Regions from separate parts of the Columba livia genome. Here region 1 is linked to region 2. A link is a contact called in public Hi-C data. All regions are on one chromosome and are shown on one strand. Each heading gives the region's core, a stretch centred on a gene start, on an enhancer-like site or on the middle of the called end of the contact. The rest is flanking DNA. Distances are from core to core; before and after follow the strand shown. Region 1 holds the start of PTEN (phosphatase and tensin homolog). Region 2 holds the start of RNLS (renalase, FAD dependent amine oxidase).

Region 1 (5,389 bases), core at 1,891-4,390, 180 kb after region 2:
CCACACGTATTAATAATATATAACAATTATAATAATAGTAGTAATAATAATAATAGTGAATCGACACGAGCTTTAACCGGATTCAGTACAGCGGTCCTCAAAGGGGACTTTGGCACTCCTGCCCCAACCCAGCCTGCCTTTTGGCACTCCAGCATTCCCTGCAACACCTCGGGACAACCAGCTGTGACCGAAACGTACAGACCACAAGTCTTTGTCCACCCGAGACACGAACCCTCCTCAAAGATCGGTAGAAGACAAGACAGACGACTGAATACAAGCTGGAGATCAGGCACCTCACCTGGATTCACTGCAGATTCACTTGGTGCTCCACCTCCCAAAGCCCAGGTTGTCATCACCAGCGACTGAGTATTTCAGAGCCACCACCTCTGAACTACCTGTACAGAAATACTTCCTGCAGGAGGAATCCACACCTCTGGCTCCCACATCCCAGCTAAATGCCCTAATCACTGGGCCACCCAACTCCTGTCAACCTTTCTCTATTAGGTTGACAGAAGCAGCTACCCTGAAATAACCAGCAATCTCTAACAGAGGACACGAGGTGCACAGGGAAGCAAAGCCAACCAACAGCAGGAATGCGGATGGTTGCTTGTTTCAGTCTCGACACCTTAAGCTCCAGCACACGACAAGAAGTACCCTTGAGAACTTAAACCCCAGCCCTCCTGCTATGCCCCACATGCCTTCCCTAACAGCGTGGTCTTTCTTATCCGACATGGCGCGGTTGGAGAGCTAACTCCCCGTTTGGTCCTCCATCCACGTAACAAATATATAGGTTATTCTCCAGCTACGACAAGCAACAATCCCATCAGAGCCCCGCAAAATGAACGTCTCCAAGAAGCCTGCACAAAGTCATAAACATTAAACTTTTGCTTCTGCAGCAATGTCAGCCTTCGAGCAAAGCCATTATACTGTACAGGCAGCAGTCTTCACTCATTATCTGTTCAAAATGTGCAGCTACAAAAAACATCTTCCAAAGGTATTTTTGCAATCATGAAAAAGCCACCTTTTCTATAAACGTCATTAACTTCACTACAAAATTATAGCTAGCCACTCCTTTTAAAAAATTAGTCTAAGCCCAGCGATCAGTGGCCTACTTTTAATGCAAAATGCTAAGAATAGAATTAGCAAGACAAAACAAGTGAAAAATAAGCAATAAATTCCGTTTGACATACCATTAGCAACCTTAAGCGAGAAATCCAGACTCAACATTGACCAATTTTCTTGCTGGGAGCAGATGACTGGTTAAAAAGATCTGTTTGAGTCGGAAAATCTCTCCCCACCAATGGCACATCTGGGCAAAGATCCATGAAACACCAGACTCTTCAGCTTCCAAAACCTCATCATTTTGTCACCATTTCACTCTTTTCATAACCCTGAAGTTCCTGGCACTCGGAGGATCCAAAACTTTAACTCCAGCTTCTGTCGGCAGGTCAGCGGTACGTGCTGCGCTGGCCTAAGTCGGTGTTACAATTGCCCTACTCGTAGGTCAACCAAACAACTAAGTGCAAACAAGTAAGTACACAAGCCTAATATTATATTTTATCAGTACCAGAAATAGAATGCAGGAATTACATACCAGAGCCACTGCTTTTTAACGAAAAGCTTAGCAGCCGCTTGCTGAAGTCAAGAACCTTTCAGGCTGCTTTAAAGCCACCAAAGTTTTAGGCCAAGGCTTAATGCAACAGCACGAGCTCTGCACTAGTTACAGATGGTTACCGGGTTTGATCCTGGATTTATCTGTAACATTTGCTATGCCAGGAGCATGATTGCTCCAAAGAACAATGAATTTCACCCTGACCGTGTTGCAGAACAGAAAGCACTCTCTCCATAGGGATAAGTCAAGCTTTGAATACTACCGTCAATACTAATTTTTCCTAGGACAGTTCTGATTTTTAAGCTAAGCTCTTGCTCCAAAATCTCTCAAACCCAACGATTTTTCTCCACCACAGAGAAGACCATGCCCGTGGGACAGCCGCTACATACCATTAACTCTGCAAGGGATTCAAAACTAAACATCTGCCCGCTGCCACTACAGCACATCTGTCTGAAAGGTGACCAAAACTATACGCTAGCAATGCTCCTCTACTGTTGTAACTGCACGCTAATTACACACTCCAGAATTACACTCCTGACAATCCTCCTCGACGACACCCAACATGCTCTCATTTGTAACACATCCTCGTGTTTACTGTATCTGAGATTATGTCAAAACGTGGTTCACACATCGTGTTAGGAAAAAAGAGTTGTCTTTTTTAAAAAAAAATAAATTGGTAGAAGCAACTGCCGCTTCTTGTCATCAAGAGCGTTGCTGCATTGTACTGCAACCGAGCACAAGCTCTGCTGTGCTGAATGGATGGAAATCAGGGCAGAGGACACGGGCTTCGCCTCTCCTGCCGCGCAGACTAAAGCAATAGGCCTGCCACGGTTATACTTGCAATTCAAGCCGTTACTAAATCGAAAATTAAAACAAAAAAATAGAAAGTGCTCTGGACGTGAGTCACGGCAGGACAGGCATATTTGCTATGAGCCCAAAAATCAACACAGGCAGAGATAAGTGGCAGACCCGCGGTGCTCCGGAGCAAGCAGGGGCTCCCGGGCCGGGGGGGGACAGCAGCTCCACGACACGGGGGTGGCAGCAGGCGGGCCACGGAGCGCTAACGTTAATCCTTGGCCATCGCGGAGCTCCCGTTAATCCGCCCCGGCTGCCGGGCCCCGGCTCGGCGGCCGCCCGGACAAAAGGAGGCCGAGGCGGCGGGGGAGGGCGCGGCGGCCCGGGCGAGCCCCGGCGGGCTCCCGGCGGAGCGGCGGCGTTAGGTAACCGCCGCGCAGGTCTGATGCAATCGCTGTACGTGCAGCGCCCGGTGCCGGGCCCCGTCCCCGTCGGGAGGATACAGGTCAGGTCCAGGTCGAAGCCATCCTCCTGGTATCGCCTTTTGTTCCTGCTGACGATCTCTTTGATGATGGCGGTCATGTCTGGCAGCCGGGGGCCGCTCCGGGACAGCGCGCTGGGGGCGGGCGGCGGGGCGCGGGGCCGGGAGGCGGCGGCGGGCCAGCGGCCACCGGGCGGCCCCGGGCGCGGGGCCTGCAGCGCCGGCGGCTCAGCCCCGGGCGGGCCCGCCTCCCCCCGCGGCGGCGGCTCCCGGCGGCGGCGGCTGCCCCCTCCTCCTCCTCCTGCCGCCGCTGCGCCGAGCGGGGCGGGAGCAGCGGCGGCGGCGGCCGAGCAGGGAGGGTCCGGAGCCGGGCCGAGTCCCTGAGGGTGCCGCCGCCGCCGCCGTCTTTGAGGCGAGCGAGGCGGAGGCGGAGAGAGCAGCTCTCCGGCGCTCCGGGCCCCAGCAATGGTGACAGCGGCGCGGGGCGCCCCCCCGGCCCGGCCCCGCTCCGCCCCGCTCCGCTCCCCGCCCGGGGCGGCGGCGGCGGTAGCGGCGGCGGGCCCGGAGCCGCGCGGTGGGGCCGCGCCGCCGGGCGGGCGGGCGGGCGCTCCGCGGCGGGGTGGCAGCAACAGCGGCGGCGGCGGCGGCTCCTCAGGGCGTGCGGGCCGGCGGCGCGGCCTGGCTCATCACCCCCGGCCTGCTCCGCGCCCAGCAGCGCCGCGCCAGCGCTAGACTCCCATCATGGCTGCAGCTTCCGAGAGGGGACGCAGCTCCGCCCCGCCCCCTCCGCCACCTCCGCCGCATAGACAAAGTAGTCCCCCGCGAACCGGCGAGCCACCGCCCCGCGCCACCTCGCCGCCCCGCCCCGCCGCCTCCCTCGCTCCAACCCGCCGTCCCGCCCGCCTCTCGCCGCGCCGCACCCAACCCCCGTCCCGCGGCGGGGAAGAAGGAGGCGGCGGGCGGAGGGATACGGGAGGCACGGAGAGAGAGAGAGCGAGAGACGCCGCCGCGCGAGTGGCGGTGCTGCGACGGGTCACGTGGGCGGCCCGCTGCGCTCGCGGCGGCCCCTCCCCCACGGGCGGAAGTGGCCGGGCCGGGCCCCGCCCCCCGCCGCCGCCACCGGGCCCGGCCCTGAGGGGAGCGGAGGGACAGCGGGCCCGGGTGCTGCGCTTGGCGCTGCTGCGGCCCCCGAGCGGTCCGGGTGCGCCCCGGAGCGCGGGTCGCTGCGGCAAAGGCCGCGCCCAGGGCGAGCGGAGGTGCGGGTAACGGACCCGGTGTGGCCCCCGAGCGCCGTGAGGGGTGTCACCCCATGGCCGCGGGGCGACTCGTCCGTCCCGCCTCCCCGCCGCCGCGCTGGGTTCCCAGTGAGTCCGAGCGGGCTGGGCCGGCTGGGAGCCGCTGCCCGCCCTCCCGCCGCCGTCCGTGAGCACCTACCGCCCCCTGCAGCCGCCCGGCCCGGGGCAGCGAGCGGGGGCGGGCGCCTGCTGCCCCGGGGCGCCCGAGGCCGAGCGGGGGTTGGGACATGTAGACGCAACACCTCGTGGATACATTTAGCTTTGCATTTAGCTATAGCTTTACTCGGGACGCCTATAGATAAGGATAGCAGCTAACAACCACTGCAGCTTAAAGAACGTTTTTAAAATAAGTACCAAAGCCTCATACTTGTTGTGAAACGGTTTATTTTGTGGGGCTTTGTGTCCCACTCCTTCCCTCATGGATCACAGTTATCCTGGCAGGGAAAAGCGCTGTCTCTACATCGCCGTGTCTGACTTGTGTAAAGCATCAGGAATGGAATCTGCTGGAAATCACCATCTCCCCTGTCTGCGAAGGGATCGGCTTGCTAGGTCTTACATTTGAAGAAACAGGGATACTAGACAAATTCATAAATTGGCCTTCCTCAAAAATACTGTCTTCGTTTTCTTGTTGGACAGTGAGTAACGTGAGGATATCCCATGGAGGTCAAAGATAAAACACCTTCGAAGGGATCAAGAAGGCAGTAGTTTGTTTTATAAAGGACAATTCCAAAATGCCAGAGGGAACAGAAATGAAAGGAAAACGAAACCACTTCCTATACAACTAGAAAAGAGACACCATGGAAATGACCAGCCCGATGGGAAGAGGAGAACTCACGCACCCCTTTTTCCGTCTCTCCATGAAAAACAGCGGATGTAAACCAGGCAGGTATCTCCCTAAAGAACAGATCTCGGGTTTAATTCATACATCCACCTCCAATGTTTTGGAGGCTGGTAGGGAAAGACACCTTGCCAAAGAGACTTAGAGCTGCCAGACCCCAGCCAAGACTGGGAAATCTCTCCGTGGTTTCCTTAGTAATCGCATTACCCAGGGAATGGCCAACAAATACGTTTGAGCAGGGCAACTTGGAGAAAAAAAGGGCTTGCATATTAGCTGGATGCTATGGGGAAGTGGTTAATAAGCAAGTCTGGCAAGTAGGAAAAACTGGATAAAACGTAGTACTCCGTGTGCCTGAGAAGAGATATTAA
Region 2 (5,474 bases), core at 557-3,056:
ACTTCAGAGCCAACCACATGGGAAAGGCTACACAGGACCCAGCCTGTCTCAGGGAACAGGTCACTGCAGTATCAGTCTGAACAACACATCTGGAACTGCCGTCTCCTCGCCTGTGTTTCCTGTACTTTGCAAATAATACGGGTGATGAAGATTTAAGAAAGAAAAAGGAGAGAAAAGCAGGAAAAATAAACAAAATAGAGAAAAGTTGGGGTGTGTGTATGCACGGGTGTGCATGCAGGGAGGTGTGTGACCGCATGTGTGTGCAAGAGTGTGTGCCTATGTGTGTCTATACACTTGCATGTGTGTGTGTGTGTGCGTGCATGGGTTTGTGCACAAGAGCTGCATGTAGAGGTGTGGCGTGTGCAGGGGGGGTGTGTGTGCGCATGTGTGTGTGCACGGATGCACGCACAGGGGTGCAAGTGTGCAAGGGGGGTGTGTGCGCGCATGTGTGTGTGCAGGGAGGCGTGTGACTGCATATGTGTGTGCATGGATGTGCGCACAGGGGTGCAAGTGTGCAGGGGTGTGTGTGTGCATGTGTGTGCAGGGAGGTGTGTGACTGCATGTGCGTGTGCATGGATGTGCGCACAGGGGTGCAAGTGTGCAGGGTGTGTGTGTGTGCATGTGTGTGTGCAGGGAGGAGTGTGACTGCATGTGCGTGTGCATGGATGTGCGCACAGGGGTGCGAGTGTGCAGGGTGTGTGTGTGTGCATGTGTGTGTGCAGGGAGGTGTGTGACTGCATGTGTGCATGGATGTGCGCACAGGGGTGCGAGTGTGCAGGGGGTGTGTGTGCATGTGTGTGTGCAGGGAGGTGTGTGACTGCATGTGCGTGTGCATGGATGTACGCACAGGGGTGCAAGTGTGCAGGGGGTGTGTGTGTGCATATGTGTGCAGGGAGGTGTGTGACTGCATGTGTGCATGGATGTGTGCACAGGAGTGCGAGTGTGCAGGGGGTGTGTGTGCATGTGTGTGCAGGGAGGTGTGTGACTGCATGTGCATGTGCATGAATGTGCGCACAGGAGTGCGAGTGTGCAGGGGGTGTGTGTGCATGTGTGTGTGCAGGGAGGTGTGTGACTGCATGTGTGTGTGCATGATGCACACAAAGGGGTGCGAGTGTGCAGGGGGTGTGTGTGTGTGTACGTGTGTGTGCAGGGAGGTGTGTGACTGCATGTGCATGTGCATGAATGTGTGCACAGGAGTGCGAGTGTGCAGGGGGTGTGTGTGCATGTGTGTGTGCAGGGAGGTGTGTGACTGCATGTGCGTGTGCATGGATGCACGCACAGGGGTGCGAGTGTGCAGGGGGTGTGCGTGCATGTGTGTGTGCAGGGAGGTGTGTGACTGCATGTGTGTGTGCATGGATGCACGCACAGGGGTGCGAGTGTGCAGGGGGTGTGCGTGCATGTGTGTGTGCAGGGAGGTGTGTGACTGCATGTGCGTGTGCATGGATGTGCGCACAGGGGTGCGAGTGTGCAGGGGGGGTGTGTGCATGTGTGTGTGCAGGGAGGTGTGTGACTGCATGTGTGCATGGATGCGCGCACAGGGGTGCGAGTGTGCAGGGGGTGTGTGTGTGCATGTGTGTGCAGGGAGGTGTGTGACTGCATGTGCGTGTGCATGGATGTGCGCACAGGGGTGCACGTGTGCAGGGGGTGTGTGTGCACGTGAGCATGAGGGCGGTGTGTGACTGCACGTGTACGTGTGTGTGCACACACGCGCACGTGTGTTTGCACTGGATGGGTTTCCGAGGTCCCTTCCAACCCCTGACATTCTGGGACTGTGTGCACACGGACGCGCTGCGCGGGCGCTGTGCGTGACCGCGCCTGTGCATGTGCGTGCACACGCCCGCGCGCGCGCCTGTGGGCGTGGCAGCCCGCTTCCCCGCCCCTCGGCACCGCCCATGGGCGGGGCGAACGTGCCCTCCGCGGGGCGTGACCGGCTCAGGGAGTCCCGCCCCCGAGCAGAGCGGGGCGGGGCAGGGCCATGGCGCGAGTGCTGGTGGTGGGCGCGGGGCTGACGGGCGGCGCGTGCGCGGCGCTGCTGCGGGGGGCGGCGCTGGGCAGCGTCACCGTCTGGGACAAGGCGCGCGGCGCAGGTGGGTCCGGCGTGGCGGGCGGTGGGGAGCGTGGCGTGGCGTGGCGTGGCGTGTCGCGTGGCGTGGCGTGGCGTGTCGCGTGGCGTGGCGGTCTCTGACCGGCTCGTTGCGCAGGGGGCCGCATGAGCACGAGTCGCAGCGCGCGGGACGCCGCCTGCACCGCCGACCTGGGCGCGCAGTACGTCACCCTCGACACCGAACGCGCGGAGCCGCGCCGCAGGTAAGCCCCGCCCCTTCCACCCCGCCCCTTCTTGGCCCCGCCCCCTCAGCCCCGCCGGTCCCGGTGCTGCGGGTGGGCTCCGCGCTCCCCGCTCCGGTCCGCCTCCCGCCCCGCCCTGCCGCCTGCGATAAAGGTGGGACAGAGGGGGGGAACGCCCGCTCGGCGGCGGAACGGCGCGTTCTGCTCCACTCCGCGCTGCCCGCGGGTGTCGCGCCTCCGTGGTGCAGACCTGTGTGTGAGTGCCGTCCCGCTGCTTCATTTCTCAGAGAGTCGTAGGTGGTTTGGTCTGGAAGGGACCTTCAGAGGTCACCTGGCACACCTCAGAGGCACCTGAATGTCGTGCGGGTGACAGGGCAGGTAGATATGAAAGAAAACTGGAATATTGTGTCCAGTTGTGGCCCCTCAGCTCCAGCAGGACAGGGAACTGCTGGAGAGAGTCCAGTGCAGCCACCAAGATGCTGAAGGGAGTGGAGCATCTCCCGTGTGAGGAAAGGCTGAGGGAGCTGGGGCTCTGGAGCTGGACAAGAGGAGACTGGGGGGGGACTCATTCATGTTTACAGATATATAAAGGGGGAGTGTCAGGAGGATGGAGCCAGGCTCTTCTCAGTGACAACCAGTGATAGGACAAGGGGCAATGGGTTCAAACTGGAACACAAAAGGTTCTACTTAAATTTGAGAAGAAACTTGTTCCTGGTGAGGGTGGCAGAGCCTGGCCCAGGCTGCCCAGGGGGGTTGTGGAGTCTCTTTCTGTGCAGACATTCCAACCCGCCTGGACACCTTCCTGTGTAACCTCATCTGGGTGTTCCTGCTCCATGGGGGGATTGCACTGGGTGAGCTTTCCAGGGCCCTTCCAACCCCTCACATCTTGGGATTCTGTGAACAAGCGGGAGGTGCCTTGTTTTAGCAGGAACATGATGTCAGTGTCCCCAAGAGCAGCTGCCTGGCTGAGGGGACGGCAGGATGGTGCTGGCAGGGCCTGCTGGGCCTTGCAGGGTGCACAGGTCAGTTTGCTGCAGCCTGGGGAAGGGGGCGGTGGTGTAACAGTGGTGCAAAAGTGTGGCATTTGTGTGGAAACCCCAGAAAAGGCAGGTGTGTTTCAAGCACCTGCAGCCAGAATCACAGCAGTGATTCTGGGCTGATATTCTGAGCTTAAAGTAGCTGTCGTGCCTGCCCCGTCACAGTCCTGAAACCTTCAGGTCAAACCACCAACAGTGTCTTTTACAGGCATGGTAGGGAGCCTTGGTATCACACAAAGGGCCAGCCCCTAATAAAATAGCAAGGTAGTTTGTCTTTTTAGAGCTGTGGTTCCTGTTCAAGCATAACCTTGAAATGAGGGTTGAATGAGGTCATTAAAAACTGTTTTCTAAATTTAAAAGTTAGGCTGGTCTTAACTTAAACTGTGAAAAATAATGACAACTGCTGTTGGTTTTTATGTGCTGTATTTTCATCCCTTTGTCTTTTGCTCCCTTTAAGCTTCTATGAGGAGCTTCTGTCTCATGGTGTCTTGGAACCACTTACTGCGCCTGTTGAAGGAATGGTAGTGAAAGAAGGCTCCTGCAATTATATGGCACCCCAGGGCATCTCCTCGGTTGTCAAGTATTATTTAAAACAGTCAGGTAATTATATGCCTTCGTAGGAAATGAAAGGTTATAATGATTGTGTTTTTGAACTGTCTTTCAAATTTAAATCTTCAATGAGAACGTTCAAGTTCCTTGTTTGTTTATGTATGACTTGAAGTTGCTTAGATTGATAAACATGCCTGCAAGCTCTATAGATTTCCAAGCCCTGCAAGCGCTTTACTGACCTCAGTTGCTGGTGTGTAAAAATGTACAAATATAAGGGCTGTAGGCTCAGTGGCCAAGCTTATATTTACACTGTTGGCTTTAGCATATGAAAGTTGGACCTAGCACCATTAGGACAGAGATAGTTTAGGTGGAGTGAGATCGTGGTTGAGCAGGGATTTGAGCTGTGACTTGAATCAAGTGAGCGTTTGGGTGTTTTTTCATGAGTGCATATTTAACTATGCTGAGAACACAGTGGTGAGCTACATCCTTTGTTCTGTAGAAATGAGTGCTTCTGTAGTATGTGAGCCTACTGTGTTGCAAGGCCTTTAGAAAAGATTGAAGGAAAAGATCATCTGCTGGCTTGAACTGTGTAACTACTGCATTGCGAGTAATGTGGCAGAACCACTTGTACAGTTTGGGGACTAATTTAACTCTGTTTTGAAACATGTTAGCTTTGTGAGCAGTCGGGCTTTGCTGCTTTCATGTGATTGTTTTTGTCTTTTTTTAATTAGCTGTTTTTTTTAGACTATAATCTTGCAAATAATTGACTGTGTTCTTGTCTTCTGATATATGAGAGATGCTAACAGGGGCAACATGTTCTCTTTCGGCTGCTGGGGGGTGCACTTTGATTGCTTACCCTGTGCCACCTCCTGCACTCCTGATTTCACTCTGAATTGATTGAGCTCAGTAAAGCTGCAGTAAACTAACCTGATGAAGAGAGCAGCTGGTAGTTTTCCATCTGTTTACAGAGCTGAATCACACCAGAGAGGAGTCAGATGAATACCAGCCTTAGCGCAGGGGAGCAGGGAGATCTTTTCAGAAGATGAGGATCTCCTCTTTTAATATCATATGCTGGCTGTTAAATTGATTCAACCCAACTTGTGAAACTTTGCCCTAAGACTGTATGCTTTGCTGTTACTCAGGGAGACTACTGTGCATTTTCTGTCTGGAATTCAGTGCTACAGGTATTCAACTTCTCCTTTTTCCAAGCAGGTGCAGATGTCGTCTATGAGCAGCATGTAACTTGCATCTCTCTCAGAGATGGGAAATGGGAAGTCTCCAGGAAAATGGGTCCACCAGAACAGTTTGATATAGTTATTCTCACAATGCCTGTTCCACAAATTCTTCAGCTGCAGGGTGACCTTCTAAACAGTAAGTTACTACCTCAAAACTGCAGGTATCTAGCGTAAAATGGCAATAGCACAGCAAAGAAACACTCAGCAGTCTGAGCTGCCTGTTAGTTTCTGCCAGAATAAGGGGAACCTGAAAATGATAGGAGGTAGGTAATTTGGAGACTGTACATGTGGCACATGAGTGGTAATACCTCGGTAGCAAAAATATCTACATACAGTCCTAATATCTAAATAGATGTGTACATTTTTA

Evidence for each region. A called contact is a pair of places that touch in the nucleus more often than the background predicts.
Region 1: a Hi-C map of liver shows a contact between it and region 2, with 5 times the contacts expected there. The contact joins the promoter of PTEN here to the promoter of RNLS in region 2. A contact is called at or near these places in 2 of 2 Hi-C or Micro-C datasets (crop and liver).

What each region holds. Positions count from the first base shown.
Region 1 is chr6:36,536,033-36,541,421 of bColLiv1.pat.W.v2, forward strand. PTEN (phosphatase and tensin homolog) reads right to left here and starts at 3,141. Exons shown (of 9, transcript XM_065068157.1): 1 at 2,911-3,141. The coding sequence starts at 2,989. ATAD1 (ATPase family AAA domain containing 1) reads left to right here and starts at 2,836. Exons shown (of 11, transcript XM_065068154.1): 1 at 2,836-2,912.
Region 2 is chr6:36,352,890-36,358,363 of bColLiv1.pat.W.v2, forward strand. RNLS (renalase, FAD dependent amine oxidase) reads left to right here and starts at 1,807. Exons shown (of 5, transcript XM_065068119.1): 1 at 1,807-2,087; 2 at 3,781-3,923; 3 at 5,082-5,243. The coding sequence starts at 1,822.